3 separate regions of the Mus musculus genome follow, and all the other regions are linked to region 3. The links are chromatin contacts, called in public Micro-C and promoter capture Hi-C maps. All regions are on one chromosome and are shown on one strand. Each heading gives the region's core, a stretch centred on a gene start, on an enhancer-like site or on the middle of the called end of the contact. The rest is flanking DNA. Distances are from core to core; before and after follow the strand shown.

Evidence for each region. Promoter capture Hi-C pulls out the DNA fragments that hold promoters and counts their contacts. A called contact is a pair of places that touch in the nucleus more often than the background predicts.
Region 1: a contact with region 3 is called in a Micro-C map of embryonic stem cells, with 2.7 times the contacts expected there. The contact joins the promoter of Luc7l2 here to the promoter of Clec2l in region 3. A contact is called at or near these places in 2 of 39 promoter capture datasets (cranial neural crest and liver), 1 of 484 Hi-C or Micro-C datasets (embryonic stem cells), 1 of 115 datasets of contacts at active chromatin or transcription factors (effector CD8 T cells) and 2 of 9 other capture datasets (liver and pancreatic islet).
Region 2: a contact with region 3 is called in a promoter capture Hi-C map of the C10 cell line, with 2.4 times the contacts expected there. The contact joins the enhancer-like site here to the promoter of Clec2l in region 3. A contact is called at or near these places in 2 of 39 promoter capture datasets (the C10 cell line and pre-B cells), 4 of 484 Hi-C or Micro-C datasets (B cells, centrocytes and frontal cortex), 1 of 115 datasets of contacts at active chromatin or transcription factors (embryonic stem cells) and 3 of 9 other capture datasets (embryonic stem cells, liver and pancreatic islet).

Annotation. Positions count from the first base shown.
Region 1 is chr6:38,549,919-38,553,442 of GRCm38.p6, reverse strand. Luc7l2 (LUC7-like 2 (S. cerevisiae)) reads right to left here and starts at 2,109. Exons shown (of 10, transcript NM_138680.3): 1 at 1,535-2,109. The coding sequence starts at 1,595.
Region 2 is chr6:38,751,554-38,754,814 of GRCm38.p6, reverse strand. The region is part of intron 2 of Hipk2 (homeodomain interacting protein kinase 2); the gene reads left to right. All of the region lies in intron 2 of 4930502C15Rik (a long non-coding RNA gene), which reads right to left. Among named protein-coding and RNA genes, the nearest start is that of 4930502C15Rik, 16 kb to the right of the region's middle. Within about 2 kb of position 1,589, at least 70 of the 459 cell types and tissues checked have an H3K27ac peak or open chromatin away from gene starts, as enhancers often do. A contact at or near this core is called in liver, where this site is marked.
Region 3 is chr6:38,661,784-38,665,056 of GRCm38.p6, reverse strand. It overlaps Clec2l (C-type lectin domain family 2, member L), which reads right to left and starts at 1,988. Exons shown (of 5, transcript NM_001101507.1): 1 at 1,641-1,988. The coding sequence starts at 1,821. RefSeq lists an enhancer at 1-1,056.

The sequences.
Region 1 (3,524 bases), core at 860-3,359, 110 kb after region 3:
ATACATAAGGAAATCCTATCTATGCAGAAGTTACCAATAATGGCATCAATTCATATTTAAAGATTACATAAGGTAAGCCTTTAAGATTTCTAAAATGTTATTACAAATATTGAACTGTTAAGTTCCTGTATGAAGCCCCTTCTAAATATCCTCACTTATGATGGAGAAGGAAGAAAGTTAAGACATGCTGCAATTATAAACATTCTTACCCAAGCATGAAAGGTTAGGTTATTCCAGTGGTGTTTTTAATTACTTAACTTTCAAGGGATTACTTACTACTCACAAATAAATCTTATTTTCTTTCCATTTTTTCCCTCCTCTCTATACAATAAATCTGTTATCCACCTGTATCTATCTTTAAGAAAAATTTCCAGTGGGTTTTTATTAGGACTTAACCTTACACTGAAAGCTGTATTAAGTATTGCTAAAAAAGATTTGAAATAGGTTCTATCTTCTCCCATATTTTCCGCAAAGAACTCAAGAAAATTCAACAGGATTTACAATTAAGCTAAATTTATGTACGTCTTTTCTTGTAAGCCAAACTTGTCCAAAAAAAAAAAAAAAAAAAAAAAAAAAGCATTTAAATCGCTAAAAAACTTGCCTAAACGAGTTTTTACAAGTCAGGATTTGGACTTGTTTTTTTTTTTTTTTAAGAAAGTGCTGAACTTTAATTTGAAAGTACATTGTTAATTATCCCCCAAAAGCAACATTTCATCATTTTTAGAAACAAACACGTAAATAACTCTTTCTAAGGATTCTAATCTAACTGTATTTTTAAAAGCCCTTTCCTTCAATTCTAATTCAGTGGGCATCAAATATCCAAAATGATTCTGTTTTCAGCACAGGTAAAATTTGCCAATATTTACTGAAGTCTCTAATACGTGGTCTAACAAAATGGAGGTCTCTCGGTGGGAAAAAAAAATAGGCCTAAACACTTCTACAAAATGGGGCCAAACACACCCACTTTAAGAAACCATGGTTTGGGTCAGATTTTCCACACACACGAAAAAAAAAAGTTGATTCTGTAAGGGCTCGACGAAGCGTCCCTGGAACTGGGGGTTAGTAGTGGTTTCGTTAAGACCAGGGAGGGAGGGGATGTTTCTCTCCACACTCTAGAGGACGGCGGCGAGGGGTGATCCGAAAGCCCAGAGGAAAGGAGCTGGAGCTGGGGGTGGAGACCTGAGCGCCCCGCCGGTCCCTGATCAATAGTCAAACTGACCGCCCCACTACTCCAAGACAGACTTGGGCTCTCCCAACCCCGCCAAGTCAACAGCAAAAGGCACAAACTCCCCTTTCTGCTCCCAGGCCCCGCCTCGCCGCATTGGCAGCAGTTCCCGCCAATCCGCACGGTCACCGCCCCCAAGACCGCCTGCCAAGCCCTGATTGGACTGGAAGAGAGACGGGGGGGACCTCGCGCTACCAATCTGGGAACCCCTTACTCGGCCGCACGCGCGCGCCCAAGTGCTCCCTCGGAGGCCTCCCCCTCCCCAGGCACGGCCCCTCCCCCACCCCCAGGGCTCTGGCAGCGACTTACCGTCCCGAGAGGTGCCCATTAACTGGTCCAGCATAGCGCGCATCTGGGCCTGCGCCGACATGGCGGCGGCGTAGCGGGCGGGCGGTCGGGCGGGCAGGCAGGCGGGGGTGGGGCACCGGCCGGGCCCTGGCGGGCGGGGGACGAGGGGAAGGGGTGGGGGAGGTGCGGCGCTGTCTCGGTGGCCGCCGCGGCCTCGAGGCCCGCGAGTAGGGAGTCGGAGGGGTCGTGGAGAGTCCGGGCTGCGCTCCTCACGACGGCGTGAACGCGGAAAATGGCAGCCCCCCTAGAGAGTGAGCCCTGGTGCCCTCACTCTCCGTCCGGTTCCTGAGACAGACGCGACACAGGCTAAGCCGACTCTCGCCTCCTCCCGACACCAACACCCGCCAGAAGCCGTCAACCCCCCCCCCCAGCAAGCGAGCTCTGACGCGGCTCGCAGCCGCCGCGACGGGAGCGCGCACGCAGCTCGCGCCTAGTCGTTTCCCGTGGGGGTTCGGCCAATCGCCATCCACGTCGCTGCGCTCCGCCCTGCCCCTCCTACGAAGGGTCCCACCCTAACGGCTCCCGAGCGCGTTCACGTCTGCTCACCCCGCCCCTCTCGGAGGCTGAGTCTCGCGAGAATGATGCTCTTTTTTTTTTTTTTTTTTTTTTTTTTTTTAGCCTACTCCGAAGCCTCTTCGGCCCCGGGCGTCTAAGCAGCAGGTCACTTAGGCCTTTGCTGTTTGCCGCCCTGGCGTCCAGCCGCAAATTAGCCAGTGCCGAGCTTAGAGCGAGTCGCAGTAAGTAGTGCGACAGAAGTTCTCAGGGTTAGTGCTTTCCCGACGGATGCTGGCGGAATCGCAAGCCCGTGGGAGCCCCGAGCCCGAGCGGAGGACACCTAACCTTATCCTCAGGCCACTGCCCCTCATCAGTGCCCGAGTTCGGGACATGTCAGGTTCAGGAAAAAGAAAAAGCAAACAAACCGCGAAATCAACACAGTGGAAATCAGGCCTCCCGACCCCTTCTGCTACGTTTAGGACAGCTGGAAGCTGCTAGTCTGAATTCGGAGCTGGGCAAAGTGAGAGCTTGGGACAGGCCATAATGCAGAGCAGCGTTTCCGTGGGGTTCTTGGCTGACTGTCGCCCTGCACTCCCACGCCCTGCTGACTGCGACCTTCCAACCGTAGTTGATTTCTTAATCTCAAGGCTGGTGGGGCTGAGGCCAGAGTGAGCCAACGGGAAATACTTAGGCCACGGCTGCTTACCGGTTTTCGAAAAGGAAAAAAAAACTGGCGAGTCTTTTAAGCTGAAACGTCGCAACTTTAGATAATAACTGGGAAATTATGGATATTTTTTGCCGTTTCATTATAATTGCCCATGCATTGAGGAACTAAAACTTCAAACTAGCGCCAGCTTCATATTAAAATCATATGAAAGAATCATCACAATTCCAAGGTTTAACTAGGCACTGAGCCGATGCAAATTACGTTATCTAGTCAGCAACTTGCCAAAAAAAAAAAAAAACACAATTATTCAGAGTACTGTTTTTGAGACAGGGTGTCAATGTTATGAGAAAAATAGCCTTAAAAAGTGAGAATACCGGAGACTCAGCATAGGTTAGGAATGGAGACATTTTTCACCTCTGCAGAAGTTAGGCATCACCCTGACACAAAAGACAAACTGAGCTGCCAACTTAGCATAAAACTGTTTAGTTGTTGTTTGGGTTTTTGTTTGTTTTTTTAATTACATGTCGTCTCTCTCCACTTTTTCTTCCCAACTTTTGGTTTTTTCGAGACAGGGTTTCTCTGTGTAGCCTGGAACTCACTCTGTAGACCAGGCTGGCCTCGAACTCAGAAATCCACCTGCCTCTGCCTCCCAAGTGCTGGGATTAAAGGCGTGCGCCACCACACCCAGCTTCTTCCCAATTTTTAACATTACCCTCTCTCCAAATTCCTCAGCCTTCTGGTTCAAGACACAAATATTACCCAGTGAAGTGCTTGAAGCCCAAGGTGGGC
Region 2 (3,261 bases), core at 340-2,839, 90 kb before region 3:
ACAAATCAGTTCCTCCCCTACCTGGTTTGCTGAAGAAGTTGTATCTTTTTCAAAACTAAATCCCTGGTTGGCCTGAGACTACCCAGGCCTGCATCACTGTTTAAATCCCCAGTTGGGCCGCCCTGTGACTTCCTGGACACAGTTTGAACTCATTTCTACGGATGCTGGACAGTTCTCCTGGCAGCCTTACCTGTGATCCAAGAATATTCATCCTGAGTGGTACCCTAAGGTGTTCTCTAGTCTTTACCCTGAAGGCTGTTTTCTACATGAGCTCTCGTTCCTCTCAGATTTGCCTTCTCCTTCAGATTTCTGTTGCTATTTTTTGGGCCCTATGTGGCTTTGATGGAGTCCCATGCCTCCATTCCAGGCCACCAGTCTCAGCAGTGGCTCAGAACTCATGGCAGCATTGCCAAGTCTCCTTAGTATTGCAATAGAAACATAAGATTTAACAACCCATCTGAAATACAATTTTACATTTTGATTGCTTCTGCCCCAGCCATATCGAGGTTACTTTCAATCTGCATATATTTGTGGGAACAGACTTCTTCACTGCAGTTCAATTTGAGTACACCTTATAATATCAGTGATTATAAAATACCAGGGACTAATAGAGTTTCTTGCTTCCAAGGAGTTCAAACTGCTTTATAATTCTACTGGCCATAATTTATCTTCATAAGTTACTATACAGACAAGAGGAAAAAGTGAGATTAATAATCACATTTTATAGAGGGTAAAATAAAACTTGGAGAAATTGAGTAGCATTTTCCCAGACGTGCTCAGCTCTCCCCAGGCTCTCTGAATGGTCTGCAGGCTGAACACTTACATCAGAAATGCATGTGAACCTTGCCCTTGCTCTGTCATAGACTGTGGGCAAGAGCAAGATACTTGACTCTGGGCCAGTGGTTAGCCAAGGACACTGGAATGAGCAGGGTGTGTGCCCAGCTCCTGCAGCACAGACCTCTGCTACAATGAATGTTGTGAGTACACACAGGGTCAGCTCCTCGATTAGATCCTCAGACCTCTTCCCTGGGTTTTGTTCCCAGGGTATCACTCTGGCATCTCAACTACCATATTGATAGGAAGACTACCCGAAGGGCAGAGCAGGGCAGGGCAGGGCAGGGCAAGTGCTGCCTTCAGTCCCTGCCTTGTAGCTCTGTGAATGCTATTGCCATCTGCATTAGACCAAATAAGTAGAAGACGGGTTATAGGAGGGAGCTCTGCTTCTACAGTGAGATGAGAGGTCTGTGGCTGTGACTTCTAATGTGAAGAAAAAAGGGTGTCTTTCACATGAGGAGAAGGAACGATGGGTTGGATCCAGAGCACCAAAAAAGAACACCAGAAAAAGGGTATTCTTTTTGTTTGATTACTGCCATATAGATTAAGTCAGATAATAGGTAAGTTATTTAGAATTGCTTGATTGTCCTAGAACTTTTGTGAGGTACTTCCTGCCATGCTCTATTTAACCTTCTTTCTGGCCCCTCCTTCTAGAATGAGGTATATGGCCAGTACTTAAAAAATACTAGGATTGGACCCATGTGCACTGGGCTCCTGGCTGCAGTCTTCACACCTCTCTTGGAAGCCAGCCTCTGCAGGGTCACGTGGTCTAGACTGATCGAAGAATAACTTATTCCTTATGTGCACTGTCAAGAGAGCAGTGGAGCTAATAACAAAGCTTCAGTCACTGATGTGTTGAAAGTGACAGTTGTTTTTCTAACCTCCCCTAGAAAATGGAATGTATGGTATCTTATGAGGGTCACATTGGAAAGGAATAATCACTCTCTTTCTTAGGTGCAATTTTGTCTGACACTTCATGTATGTGTTTAAAGTATTTTTGATGCCCCAAAATAGTAGTGAGAGTCTTTAAAATGGTTGCATGAGGTGGCACCATGGCAGTGTAAGTATAGAGCAGCTGTCAGCTGAGTGATCTGCAGAACAGAGATCCGTGTACCCAGGGTCCTTCTTGTACTGGCACAACTCTGAGGACAGAAACAACCTCCATGGAATGTGCCCTCAAGCCTCCTAAATCTGGAAGAGCCAAAGCAGAGTGTCTCTTGTCACAGTGTTGCCAAGGTGATGTCGCCAGCCTCCAGAGGGAGCTGCTGGGTGCTGCTGTTGGCACAGTTGTCCCTTCTAGAAAGGTATATGGGACCGTCCACAGCCTAAGCACTGGTGCTACAGCAGTGACATGGGGGAGGAGTACTCACTGCCTTGTGCGTGGAGGCTACCCCTGCCTTGCCAGGTACAAGGTTAGCTCAGACCTCTCAGCTCTTGTCTTTCCTCGCCCAGCTTGCCCTTCTTCATGTAATATGTACACGTTCCATGTAGTATACCTGCGCTGTCTGCATGAAGCTGCCTCTAACTAGATAGTGACCTCCAAGGGCCCCCAGGCTTTGCTTTATTGTTTGCTCCTGAGCCCCAGCATAGTGCCTGGCACATAGTGACACTGAATGGCTAAACATTTGAATAAGAGACCAAGTGCAGCTGAAGCCAAAGCCCAGTGTGGAGTGACCTGGTCAAATATGCCTCAGGAAAGAGTGGGCACTTCTGCAGCTACTGACAGGGAAGCTAAACACACACACACACACACACACACACACACACACACACAAAAGAACTTTAGAATTGAGTTTTGAGTGAGCCTTCATGAACTCAGAGCCTGGGAGTCTAGCATCATAGGAACAAGGTATGTACAAAATCACAGCAGAGTACACATATTTCCCCAGATTGCAGGCATCCAAAGAGAGAAGTGGGTTCTTTTCAAATAAAGTTTATCTATTATTATTAGTGCTGCGTGTGCACATATATACACCATACCATGCACATGGAGTCAGAGGACAACTTAGTGTAAATTCCCTCCTCTCACCTTTACCTAGATTCTAGGGATCAAACTCAGGTTGCTATAAATACAGATACCTTCACTGCTGAGCCTCCTCACTAGCCTGACAAGTATCTTTCTTTCCTGGGGCCTCAAACAGCTACTGAAAGAGCAGCGCCAGTGTACCTAGCTTGGAATCTAAGATAAATGAGACCCAGACCATATTCTTAGAGATTTAAAAAGAGACAGATAGGCAAATGTGTTGTTGATGGGTCAAAAATGACAGAGGTGTTGTTGTTGTTGTTATTGTTATTGTTATTATTATTATTATTATTATTATTATTATTATTATTATTATTATTATAAACTACAACTTAACCAGGCATGTGGTGCACACTTTTAATCCTAGCACTCAAGAGGTACAGGCAGGCAGATGTCTGTGAGTT
Region 3 (3,273 bases), core at 739-3,238:
GAAGAGCAATGGCAATATCAGTGATATCAGTGGTCCTAGTTCAGATGACACAAGGCTGCACTACAAGAAGATGCCAAGAAGGGTGATGTGCTGGACCACCACAGAGAGAGGCCTGCTTTCCTCCATCCCAGTGTGTGACCAGTGGACAGGCAGGGTCAGTCAGCCATACTGGCAGTAGGAAGGACAAGAGTCAATATATTCAGGGCCAGAGATAAAGCCAGAGCCAGCCAGCCACACTTCCCTGAAATAGCTCTACCCAGTGGGGTTAAGGGTAAAGGTTAGTAGAGCTGACCCTTTCAAATACCCCCCCCCAAAAAATGAAGAAATACAGACTAGGGAGGGAATGACATAAGAAATACCATTGGTAGGAGGCAAGCTTAGGTCCCTGGGAAAACCCAACCACTAACCAGAAACATGCATCCCAGAAGGGCTGATTGGCCTTTAAGCCCACCCAAGCTTCTGGTGGTCCTTTGTAATACCTTGCATCCGGGGAAACTGTGTCCTCACCTCCATGGTTCCTACCCACTATTAGACTTCCTTAGAGTCTGCACAGCCCTCCACAGGCAGTGCCTGGCCCTGGCACACAGACTTCAGCCAAAGGTTCTTCATGCTCTGCTGCCCCATCGCCTATCTGGGCACAGGTGGCCTTGTCCCTTCCAGGCCACCACCCACCTTCCTCACTACGCAGCCTTCCACAGCAGGTCCTCCCCATGGAGATCTGCTGACTTAACCCCTCGGCAGCACCTTCAAACAAACAAAACAACAACAAACTTCTGTAGCCTGGCCTGGGTGGTCTCTCAGATCTCTTGCTCATATTCTCTCTCCCCCTCCATCCCTCTTTTCTCATGCCCTCATCAGCACCCAGCACCCTAGGGTTCAGTTATCCACAAGGAACTGGCTAATTCCAGCCACCTCCTGTCGTCATTCCTTGACCTAGTGCACCCTCTCCTGTCTGTTCCACACCCCCAAAAGATGTCCTACTCTGAGATGCCCTCCTCTGACTCAGCCCCTAGTTAACGCTATCCAGTTCCTACTAGGTAGAAGCGTGAGAAGTACCTGGAAGCTGACCCTCCCTGTGTCCAACTCCTGCATCTCCCGAGCAACACTCACCACTCACTGGACGCCAACCCAAGTTTCCTAAAACAGTTTGTGAACTGAATGAAGTCTCTTCGCTCAGTGTCTTCTAGATAGCCTGAGGTCACTCCCTGAGCCAGTATAACAAGAAGGAATTGGTGGCATCCCAGAATGGTTAGGAAAGTCCTCTGGGGTTTCCTCTCCATCAACCCCATCACTAGCAGGGCGCCCCCAAGGTGCAGGGAATCAAAGCTTTTGCTTTTATGAGGCACTAAATGTTTTCTCTACTAGAGATTCAGGCTGCCACGAAGGTGCTTCACTTTCGGACCCAACTAAGGTTTGGAGCATAAAGCTTGCTCCAAGGTCAAAGAGGGATTTGGCAGCAAAGATTTGTCAAAACAATGACCTGAGGTGGTCCCCAGGGACCCCTTTCCCCTCCCATAGTGACATCTGCCTCCCCTGATACTAACGAATCCCCCTGATCCATTCCTCTGCGAGCTGTCAAGGTGACTGGCCATTTCCTGGGTCTTGACTCAGGGACCGGGGATGGAAGGCTGAGCGCTTACCCTCCAAGGCCGCCTTCCAGCTGGTGCTGCCCTCGTAGCCTGACCCGGATCGCCTCAGCAGCCCCTCTGGGCCACGGGCCTCTGCCTCCGCTGGAGAGCGCGGCCTGGGCGCAGCGGGCGCGGGACGAGCTGCGGGGGGCGGCGGGCGGGCGCGCGCGGGGGGCTCCCGGGCCGGCTCCATGCCGCGACGCGCGCGCGCTCCTGCACCGGGCAGCAGAGCCCGGCCCCACGCGCACTCCGCGCTGCGCGCGCCCCGCGGGCCGCCCAGGCCGGCTCGGTACTCCGGGACCGCGACGTCCGCAAGCCGGGGCTGAGCCCGGCTCCCGCGCCGGAGACGCTCAGGTCCCCGCCGTGCGCGCCGCAGCCTGCGCGCCGAGCCCCGCGCGGGGGAGGAGCCCGGGCTGCGAGGGAGCCGCGACCGCGGGGCGGGGTTGCGGGGAGGAAAGACAGCCCAGGCCACTGGCCCCGCCACCGGCTCCCTCGCAGCTGTGAGCCAAGGTGCTCCTCCTCCAGAGTCAGCTGCTGGGCATCTTCTAAAGTGGGGGGAGTTTCCCAAGACAAGGACCTGGGAAGGCTGCTCCTGGGGTGCCTTGGAGGCAGAGAACAAGGATGGGGGCTGGGACTTGTCACCCCCACCCCCACCGCATCCCCGACTCAGCGCTGCCATGGTCCAAGGGGACAGGGCCAAGCAGCACTGCAACCAGAGAGCCATACTGACCATCTATTGCGGTTCAGGGACTTTTCTCCACATTTTGTCTCTGTGTGACTGTTAACGTTTGCACATAGAAGCCGGAGGTCTTCATTGGGTATATTCACTCTCCACTTTTCTTTTTATTTTTAAATATAGGATATCACTATGCAGCCCTAGAACTTGCTATATAGACCTGGATGGCCTCTGACTCTAGCCTGCCTCTTCCCCTCAAGTGCTGAGATTAAAGTCATACACCTCCACACTTGATACCATCTTTTTTTTTTTTTTTCTTGAGCCAGGTTCCCTCATTCAACTTGGGGCCCACCAATTCAACTAAAGTGAGCTGGTCAACCTGCTTTACGGATAGGTCTGTCTCCCCACCCCACCTCCCACTTCCCACTGCTGGGTTAGCTGCTCAACACCAATGCAACTTTTTACTTGAGCACTGGGGATCTGAACTTAGTCCTTAGGCCTGTGCCACAAGCACTTTGCCTACGGAGTCATTCCCTCTGCCTCTCTTCTGAGAGTTTTGAGACTGAATCTCACTTATAACTCTGGCTGGCCTGGGGCTCGCAGTAGACCAGGCTAGCCTCCAGCAACTGTCCCCCTGCCTCTTCCTCCCAAGTGCCGGATGACACTCATGTGTCATCACAGCCTAGCTAAGCTGCAGGAACTTGTCACATGTCCCAGCCAGCTGAGAATGGACTTCAGGAAGCCTAGGGCACAGATGGGCCTGGGAGCCCAAGCCAGTCATCCAACTGCTTGGGACACAAAGCAGAAGAATTGAGAGTTCGAGGTCTGCCTGGGTGGGCTACATAGACTGAGGCCAAACTGAAATGTATAGCGAGGTCCTGTCTCAAGAAATAACCAATCAAAAGGGCCAAGGGAGTTCCTGAAGCAGCCGTGGCAGATTTGTGGTTGTCATGGAGATGTGAGGCATCT